Linked DNA regions of Mus musculus: regions 1 and 2 are each linked to region 3. The links are chromatin contacts, called in public ChIA-PET and HiChIP or PLAC-seq maps. All regions are on one chromosome and are shown on one strand. The core of a region is the stretch at or near the end of the contact, and the rest is flanking DNA. Distances in the headings are between cores, read along the strand shown.

Evidence for each region. HiChIP or PLAC-seq counts read pairs in DNA pulled down with a chosen protein or histone mark. ChIA-PET counts read pairs in DNA pulled down with a chosen protein or histone mark.
Region 1: an RNA polymerase II ChIA-PET map of effector CD8 T cells shows a contact between it and region 3, with 48 read pairs. The contact joins the promoter of Gpr171 here to the enhancer-like site in region 3. A contact is called at or near these places in 1 of 39 promoter capture datasets (neutrophils), 1 of 15 datasets of contacts at CTCF or cohesin (the NIH/3T3 cell line), 2 of 484 Hi-C or Micro-C datasets (cortical neurons and embryonic stem cells), 3 of 115 datasets of contacts at active chromatin or transcription factors (CD8 T cells, effector CD8 T cells and memory CD8 T cells) and 1 of 9 other capture datasets (pancreatic islet).
Region 2: a contact with region 3 is called in a CTCF HiChIP or PLAC-seq map of the NIH/3T3 cell line, with 12 read pairs. The contact joins the promoter of P2ry14 here to the enhancer-like site in region 3. A contact is called at or near these places in 5 of 39 promoter capture datasets (the 3T3-L1 cell line, 3T3-L1-derived adipocytes, the HPC-7 cell line and 2 more), 2 of 15 datasets of contacts at CTCF or cohesin (CD8 T cells and the NIH/3T3 cell line), 3 of 484 Hi-C or Micro-C datasets (cortical neurons, embryonic fibroblasts and embryonic stem cells), 5 of 115 datasets of contacts at active chromatin or transcription factors (CD8 T cells, bone marrow-derived macrophages, effector CD8 T cells and 2 more) and 1 of 9 other capture datasets (embryonic stem cells).

What each region holds. Positions count from the first base shown.
Region 1 is chr3:59,100,172-59,103,306 of GRCm38.p6, reverse strand. Gpr171 (G protein-coupled receptor 171) reads left to right here and starts at 1,486. Exons shown (of 2, transcript NM_173398.3): 1 at 1,486-1,720. The region is part of intron 15 of Med12l (mediator complex subunit 12-like); the gene reads right to left.
Region 2 is chr3:59,129,394-59,132,316 of GRCm38.p6, reverse strand. It overlaps P2ry14 (purinergic receptor P2Y, G-protein coupled, 14), which reads left to right and starts at 1,555. Exons shown (of 2, transcript NM_001287124.1): 1 at 1,555-1,823. The coding sequence starts at 1,821. The region is part of intron 15 of Med12l (mediator complex subunit 12-like); the gene reads right to left.
Region 3 is chr3:59,294,605-59,297,495 of GRCm38.p6, reverse strand. Med12l (mediator complex subunit 12-like) reads right to left here. Exons shown (of 44, transcript NM_177855.3): 40 at 1,262-1,491. Among named protein-coding and RNA genes, the nearest start is that of P2ry12, 33 kb to the right of the region's middle. Within about 2 kb of position 1,420, at least 70 of the 459 cell types and tissues checked have an H3K27ac peak or open chromatin away from gene starts, as enhancers often do. A contact at or near this core is called in CD8 T cells, the NIH/3T3 cell line, effector CD8 T cells and 2 more, where this site is marked.

The DNA of each region.
Region 1 (3,135 bases), core at 237-2,736, 190 kb after region 3:
GAATCCAGTCTTACCAATGAAAGATAAATAAAAAAAACAAAACAAAATCAATCACTAATGAGGCAAAACTTCTTCTTCAGACTAGCAAGCTGTCAGGCATGCTACTTCAGAGCTGGGCTCCATTTAAACACCACTTAAATTGTTTTTATTGTAGGAGAATAATCATGTGATATAAGGTACAAGTTGCTAAATAAATGCCCCAACTTATCAAGCTGTTTATGTCAAGACGAGAAATACTTTCTGATTGTTTTCAGTCTCATAACATGGAAAGCAGGTGACATGTGTTCCTTAACACTTAGAAGTGTAATATTAGGATTATGTGTATGTGAGTGTGAATATGTGTGTGTCATGGTACACAAGTGCCAGTCAAAGGCCAAGTTCATACAGTGAGTCTCTCCTCTCGCTCCCCACGCTCTAGGGATTGAATTTGGTTTATCAGACTTGTATGGCAAGTGCTCTAACCTGCTGTGCCACCTCCCCGGATTACATGTAGCATATCTGTGAAGGAAAATCTCTAATCACCTGTACAGTCACATTTATGTGGTTCATGTAAACGCAGAAATAAAGCTTAAATCCATAAACCAAGAAAGGGAACAGCGGTTATCTCTCTGTTCTTCTAACGGTGTTCTTTTATTTTATTTCAAGATTTTGTTTCTAAACTGGAGCTGTCAAGCTGGCTCAACGGATTGAAACGTGCTGGCCACCATGCCTGACAACTTGAGTATAACCCTGTATGGTGGAAGGGGAACCGATTCCTCAGTGCTGTCATATGAACTCCACAAACACGCTCTGACACACATGTACCTCACATGCATACATACAAAATAATAAATGTAGAAAAATGTTTTTCTATCATGAACAACAAAAAGGTAACTATACCATACCAGACTCTATACGGTGTTAATTTCCAGATGGCCTCACAAGATAGCCTAGACTGGTTTTACATTCACCATGGAGCCCAGGCTGCCTCAGATTTGTGGCTATCACCCTGACTCAGCCTCCCAAATGCTGGGGCTACAGGTGTCTGCCAGCCACAATGTGGTTGTGTTATTTTTCAATCAACAAATACCTTAAATAAATACAAGCTGCAACAATATTACTTAATAATTGTACCTCTGAAGTACTGATATCAGTAACTAAAAAACTATCTGCTTAGGTACCTTACTGTCTTTAATTCATAAACTCAATACCAGTTTCAAGAGTTTAACACTATTTTTTTAAAAAACTATTATGAAACAGAACAGTATGTGGTACTTTTACTTTAAAAAAAAAAAAGATACATGAGGCAAGACGTTATCATGGATAATTTAAAATTCTTTTTCCTAAAACAGTAACTGACAAATTTGAGTTACTTAGACAGATGAAATTGTTTTCTTACAAAAACTTCCTCAGGAGACTTTCATACAGTTTAGACCATTTGCAAACCACAGTTTCATCTACGTCAATCTCTAGCATTTTAAAACCACACAAGAAGGAAAGGAAATTCTTAGTTCAGCAGGCGACCCTGCAAAATGGAACTGCTGTCACTGTGGGTAACTAAATAGCTCCTGATTCTCTGAAGACCTGGACCTGGGCCTACTCAGGCCAGAGAAGACAGCCAGGACCCAGGCCTTCTCAGGCCAGAGACGACACAGCCAGGTACAACCTGGACCCAGGCCTGCTTAGGCCAGAAAAGACAGCCAGGACCCTGGCCTTCTCAGGCCAGAGAAGACACAGCCAGGTACGTCCTTTTCAATGAGCTCATTCCATTTTTTTTCCTCATAGAAACCAATGTCAGGATTTTCAGTGTTGCAAGAGAAAGAGTCAAAAGTCCCAAGGCTTTGGAGTGGTAGGGCAACCACTATTAAACAAACTGTAATTAGATCTGATCTGTGGGCTTCTAACAGCACTTCCTGCTTTCTTTGGTCTCATCTGTCTTTTAAAAACTACAGTTCAAATTAGACTAATAACTCAGGCAAGGGTAACGAGCTACTGTTTTCTAGCTAGATTGATGATAAGCAAGGCCATGTTATATCTCCCCAGTAGATCTTAACCAGACTTTCCTCTACCAGTCCGACATTAGCAAATTTCAAAACATGTCAAAAATGACTCCCATGGAAAACCTTCTAAGTTTTCATTTAGTTTAGTTAAGTTTTACACCCCAAGGAATAAGCAATCTATGAGAAAGGACCATAGAGATATTTAAAGTCTGTTCTTCATTTTGCTGGAGTACTGCCAAGCACACCTACTTTGTATGGATATTGTTGTCACAATGTTTATCAAGCTCTTAGATTTCAGATTTATGACAGAGAGCATGGGATGCTACTATAGTACAATTTTGCCTCTCATCAATATATGCAAGGTTTTGAGGAACTATTTTTCCTGGCGTTCTAGACACAATTTAATAAAAGCAAGTGCAGAGCACTCAAACTCTTCCGCATTACTGAATGAGTGGTTACACTGTAACCCACTGTAAGTTACTCCACTCTGCAACAGATGGTCAGTTCTAATTACAGAGAATGCCAATCTTGACAAGCTATTATAATATTTTTCTTTACTATAATCTGTACCAATAAAATGAGAGTTTGCCATATAATTATTCAGGCAATCCAGCACTCACAGAAACAAATAACTATTTTACTGACACTATATAACATCTGAAACGCCTATAAGGAAGTCAGAGAAGCCTGAAGTGGCATTCAGACATGAAGGGTCTCCTTCAGGCCCACAGGTCAATAGACAAGACTCAGAAAAACAGAGAAGGGTAAAGGCTACAGAAATCCAGAGCACTTTGCAGCCTCAATTGATTTGAGAACTGGTAAATAGTCATTGATAAAGAACATATCTAACATTAAAGTGCCACGCTTCTAAAATTCTACCACATGCTTAAGTGGACTGAAGATTAGAATAACCACCCAACAGGACACAAAAAAAAAATGTCTTTCTTTAAACAAAAATGTGTAGTCAACAAACATAAATGGTAAGTGCTTTACAATTTTCATTAAGGTTAGTACAGAATAACAATATCCGTGGACCCCAAGTACCCTGAGACTTCGGGGGGAAAGGGAAGAGCTTGTAACCTCTAATATACTTAAGTTCACACCTTGTATCACTTCAAGATAAACACAGCACGGCCATGAAACACATTCAGCCACT
Region 2 (2,923 bases), core at 306-2,805, 170 kb after region 3:
CACAATTAAAAAACAAATGCTGCCTTTATATATCTTTTAAAAATAACGAGTAGGCTGAGCAATGGGTAGTGGGGCTGGATTTGTGCAGTTTCCATGAAGTCACACAGGAAAATAGATTACAAGGTAGAAGGGAAGTGAAGACAGCACACAGGAACTATTTTCTAATGCATCTGCAAAGGATGCTAGAAGAACAGTTTGATAGTTGCTTAGGAGATACGAGACAGTTTGAGGAACTTTTACTTTTGATTCGGTAAGACAGAGTTGGGCGGGAGGGGAAAATGGTGAGACCAAAAAAAAAAGAGAGAGAAATCTAAGAAAGACCAGAGAAAATGCTCCAGGTCCAGTGCTGGGTGGAAGCATTCAAAGTTGGCTTAAGCACATGGAGGAACCTCGGCATAATGGTACAGAGAGATGGTGTGGTATTGTGTTAATCCAGAGTACAACTGGAGAGCAAAAAAAAAAAAAAAAAAAAAAATCCATGGGAACAATTTGTTAAATACTCAGAAACAGGTCAGTTAGCAAACCAACATGGAAATAGTGCTATCCAAAATCAGACCGGAGTTGTGCTGATAAACTGGAGAAAGGTCGGAAGTCCCTACGCACCACTAAAGGATGGTGCAGACTGGGCACAATTAGCATCCCACAAGGACAGGGCATGTGTGTCCCAAAGAGGGGGCTGGCATCTTTTGAACCACTCTCTGCTCATCTGTTGCTGCATTGCCAGTACAGGGCAAGGCTCCTGTGGACACCCACACAGGTGTGCTTTACTCTCAGATAAATGTTCAGTTTTCCAGAAAAAATAAAGCAAAGGGGAGTGGGGGAACCTTAGCTAGTTAAAACCATGTGAATCAAAACTTTAAAATGAATCCAAACAGAGAACACTGTAGCTATTATTACTACAGCTTCACACAAAAGGTCATGGCTAGACATGGGAACAATCCATCCTCCTGCCGGCTGGGTTCCTCTCCCTCTTCACACACCCCTTCATGCTGTTTACCCTTGATCAGGCCTTGACAATCTGTAACCCTTAGCAAATCTACATCAGCTCCAACTTATATAAGCACAAACTAGAGCCGGCCTCCAAAAGCTGGTGGAAATCTGTACTGCTGGATGCTCAGGAATTTGGCGAGCCATCAACATTTCAGAGGGTACTTTAAATGTTTTGGTTTGAGCCCTAATGCAGCACTTCCCGCTTGTCAACATGAACAGCCCAAGCTAAAAAGCAAAGTACATTTCCCTCAGTACCAGTCAGATGTTATACTAAGTCGCTGAACCAATCTTACCTACAGGGACTGTGGAGGCCAGAAGAATTGGTAAGTAGGAAAATTCCATCCAGTTCAGGGTAGAGTCAAAGACTACAGGTAATCCCAAAGTAAGATGGCTTTCTGCACTTTGAGTCTCCGAAATTGTTCCTATGTGATGAATGGAACACTGGATTTATAGGTGAGACTGGACTTTCCCTACGTTCAGCAAGGTAATGAAGCATGATTTTCTTCTGTGGGCTCACGGACTAGGAATTGGGAGTTCCTCTTTTAAGCAAGCTCTCAGGCTGATGCAGAATAGCAGTGTGCAGTAGCAGAGATGGGGTTAAAAGGAGTTATCTGATCCTGTGAAGGGGACAAGTGCAGCTGGGTTATGACGCAACCCTCGGAGCAAAGGCAGCTCAATAACTAAAATGCTTAGGAAAGAAAACAAATACAGAGCATGAAGGCCGCCACCCCAGCAGAGCTGAAGCCAGACGTGAAGGAGTTCATGTAAGGGAGTCCCTGCTGTCCTCCAGACACACTGATGCCTGGGCTACGGATGGGGACGGGGACGCAATGGTAAGTCACACTCTAATTTCAAAAGAGAGAAAGAGGAATCAGAGTGGCCTCCTGGTGCTTGTGTCTTAGGGTTTATATTTTCATTTCCTTGATCCTTAAGTTCTGATTTCTTCCTCTAAGGCTTAAAAAAAAATACGTAAAGAGTGGTTTTAGTTTCAATTCACGAGTGGCGAGGATGAAGAAGATACTTACAAAGTTCCATCTATAGTCTACTTTTCTGTAAATTGTAAAGTAACTTAAATGAAGCCTGACTAACATTTTTGTAACCTAAAATATACTTATGGTAAGCTCTAGTTTATTTATTCAACCACCTAAAGATTGATAGGTTAAAAAAAAAAACCTCATTTGATGGAAAATTTGTAAACTTGCAACTGTAGGGAGAGGTTTTGAGACTCAACCACAGCGTGCCCTCATGCTGAAGGAAGTTTAAAAGAAGTAAATTCAGTATTTACTATATCCTGACAACTTTAAAATATTAGCTAATCACAAGAAATTGTTATGGGTTGGGGTATAAAATACCTATGACCACTCTTCCTAAAAATAAAGAAGACCCTTCTCTGCCTTTAGCTCATGTCATGTGCACAAGAGCCAAGAGACACTGTGACAGCATGTCATGATTTTATATGACAGGGAGGATTTCTAGTTAACAGGTCCATGCACTGAGCTCATAGGTTACTGTCCTCCACCTTTAAGACTTGGAACACATGCTGTCAGATCGTCAGGTCACTGGGTGTTCCGAATAGGCAGGGGACACTGGAAAAAAAAATCTCTGTATGTCTCTGTCTTACCAATCTGAAACTGAGTTTAGCAAGTTTCAGAGTCAAGGTGACTTGTCTAATTAAAGGGCAAGACTAGTACTCAGAGAAACCATCCGGCTCCCAATCTATTTCCTTGTCTCTAGCATACAATGACTATGACTAATAAAAAATGTAATTTATGCATGAATAGGAGAGAAATGCAAGACTGTGCAGAACTGGCTAGCCCTTTAGCTGGATGTTTACATAATAAGGGCAGTAATCGAGTTATAGAAAATAGTTAATATTATTGGAGTCCCAAAAAGGGGGGGGGGGGCGAAGCAAGCTTGCAGATAGACAGCTAAA
Region 3 (2,891 bases), core at 171-2,670:
GACTGGGAGTAGAATGGCTGAACAGTCGTATTTCATTACTTCTCGAGTATCACTGTGAGTTAGCAGTTTTATTCTCTAACTTTAAAAATGAAGCAGTGGACATAGAGAAATAACTAAGGTCATCCAGAAAAAAAAAATGACACAGGTGGGATTTGAACCCAGATTTTTTTTTTTTAGCACTTAAGCTCAAGTTACTGAGCTCTGCTCTGCTACTACTTATAAAACATGGTGAGCAAAATGCATGTTTTACAAATTATTTCCCACAAATCCCACCGACCTCCCTAACTTTCAGAGAGTTATTATCCTCAGCAGACATGTAGCTGGTCATTGATGGTAACGCATGGGAGCTAAGCTGCTATCCACTGTACAATGTAGTCTATATGATTACAAACCTAATTCTTCTGGACTATATTATCTAATGAGATTGTATATTTTGATAAGCAATAATGATTCCTATCTGTGCCATCCAATGAAATGGCCTCTAGCCACTAGGACTAGTTAGTTATCAGGGTTTAGAAATAAACAAAACTGCAAGGCTCCTTGGTCAAAGCTACAGAATTTCACAAGATAGCTGAGCATCCTGCCAGGTCTTCACGTCACTGCATATGTCACATGAACCTCAAATCTAGCCATGCTGGCCAGAGCTGGCTAAAGTGCACTTAAAAGGTGACTAATGTGTCTGCAGAAATAAATGTTAAATCAGATTTAATTCATTTAAATTTAGCCATGTATGGATAGCGACTACGACAATAAGCAGTACTGACACACCCTAGGAGGAAGGGGTGTGATTAAAACAAGAACCAGAAGAGTCGGCCATGAGTCATCTCTGAGGTGGGAAAAATAAAAACTAAGTCATAACAAAACTTTGCAAAGCACCATGTACAATTAGCTCTACAACAGAAACTGGCTTGATCAACAAATCCTAGTAAGGCGCTGCTAACCATGATCGATAGTTTTCTCAGATACTTTTAATAAAAAAAAAAAATCCTTTTGGGGAGGAAAAAAGCAGAAAAGAAAACACATGGGTAACATCTGAAAAACTTTACATAGCACACATGGAAGAAGTGAGTCAAAACCACAGCATTCTTCAATGAAAGAATTTGGAACCTCTACTGCACGCTGGTTAAAAAAAAAATGAGATGTCAGGACTCAAGTAGAGGAGCTCAAAAACCATTACGGTATCAAACGCTTGGAAGGAGCGAGCTTAACAATCCCAAGGCCGAGAGGGTTTTACTATCGCAATTACTTCAACAGGTATCACCTCTGAGAGCCAGCTACGGGCTGCAGGTACGGGGAGGCCTGCTGCTGCACGTAGCCACTTGGCTGCTGCTGAAGCTGCCGGAGTCTTTCCATCAGCGCTGGGCTGGAATGTGCAGCCGGATAGGCCCTGGAGTTGTAGCTGGGGGAAAGGACCACGCCACCAGGCTGCTGCTGAGCTGCCTGTTGCAAAGGCATCTGTGTTCCATACATTGTGTAGCCCTGGGGCATGGTCTGCAGGAAGGCACAAAGGAAAATGTCAGTGCTCCAGTTAGCACCCATATTCCCATCACTAAGAAACACGGGGCAAAAATAAGCCCAGGAGGTCCAACCTGAAACTCACTGCTCTCACAAGGCTGGGATGACTCAACATATGAGGATGGCTACTCTTGCAGGCGAGAAGTCTAACCAGACACTTAGAGAATAGACTGGCTGGATAATGAATCCACAGAAGTCTCTAGTTCAAAATAATTGGATATTCATTTGCTTTCTAAGTTGAGCTGTCTATTTCATGGGCTAGGAAGGGCAGCATTCTGCATAGAAATAATCAGCGAAGTATCCACACACTCCATGCCTAGATTCAACAAAATCGAAACAATATCAGAATCATCTCCAAAGTGGGACAAGCAAGGGAGGGGCCGTGCCCAGTGAACATCAACTGACGGGGTATACTTTCCCATTCGTACAAGAACCTATTTCTCTAAACCTTGATGCCTTATGTAAAAGACAAACATGGAGTTTTCTGGATCACAAGATAACAATTCTCTGAACAAAATGCTGCCTGTTCTCTGGATCCCCAAAACACCACATATTAAAGCAGTGTAAGAACTCTGACTCTGGAGACAAGAGTGATACACACTAAATGGCAGAAGTGGCCTACAGGAACCCAGACTCGGGACTTACGTAAGACAAACAGGGCACTCCTTTCGGCCATATACATGGAATGAATAGCCAGCCCCAACACAAATCTTATCAAAGTATCGGGTCTTTTTATATAAAAGAAAGAAGTAAGGGTGTAAGGATGCAGAAATAATAAAACTACTAAACAGTTTGGACAAAGGGGGAATAAAGGGCTATTTATTTTATTTTATTTCAAACAGGGTATCTCTATGTAGCCTTGGATATCCTGGAACTCGTTCTGTAGACCAGGCTGGTCTTGAACTCATAGAGATCCACCTGCCTCTGCCTCCCAAGTGCTGGCATTAATTCTATGCAACACTAGTGCCTGACAAAGATCTACATTTTTTAAAGATAAGCACACCCTTTGTTGAGCATTTACTGTGTATGTGACAGTACGCTAATTCCATAGGTTGCCTTGAATCCCACATCTTTCCTCTTGATCTTACAGAAAAGGAAGCTAGACCTCAGAATACCATGCATGTCACACAGCTACAGAGTCAACAACACCTGTACTGCAACCTGACTCAAAGGCCTATTGTCCTGTTCTTCTACCATGATCCCTCATGGAAGTTATCCTTGAATATGAAAATTTCTATAACAAATTATATCATTAAACACTGTATCATAAATAACTGAGATTACTAAACAATTTAATAAATTGATTGATTGATTGATTGATTGATTGATTGATTTTGAGATGCAGTCTCAACTATCTAACCTTAGATGGCCTTAAT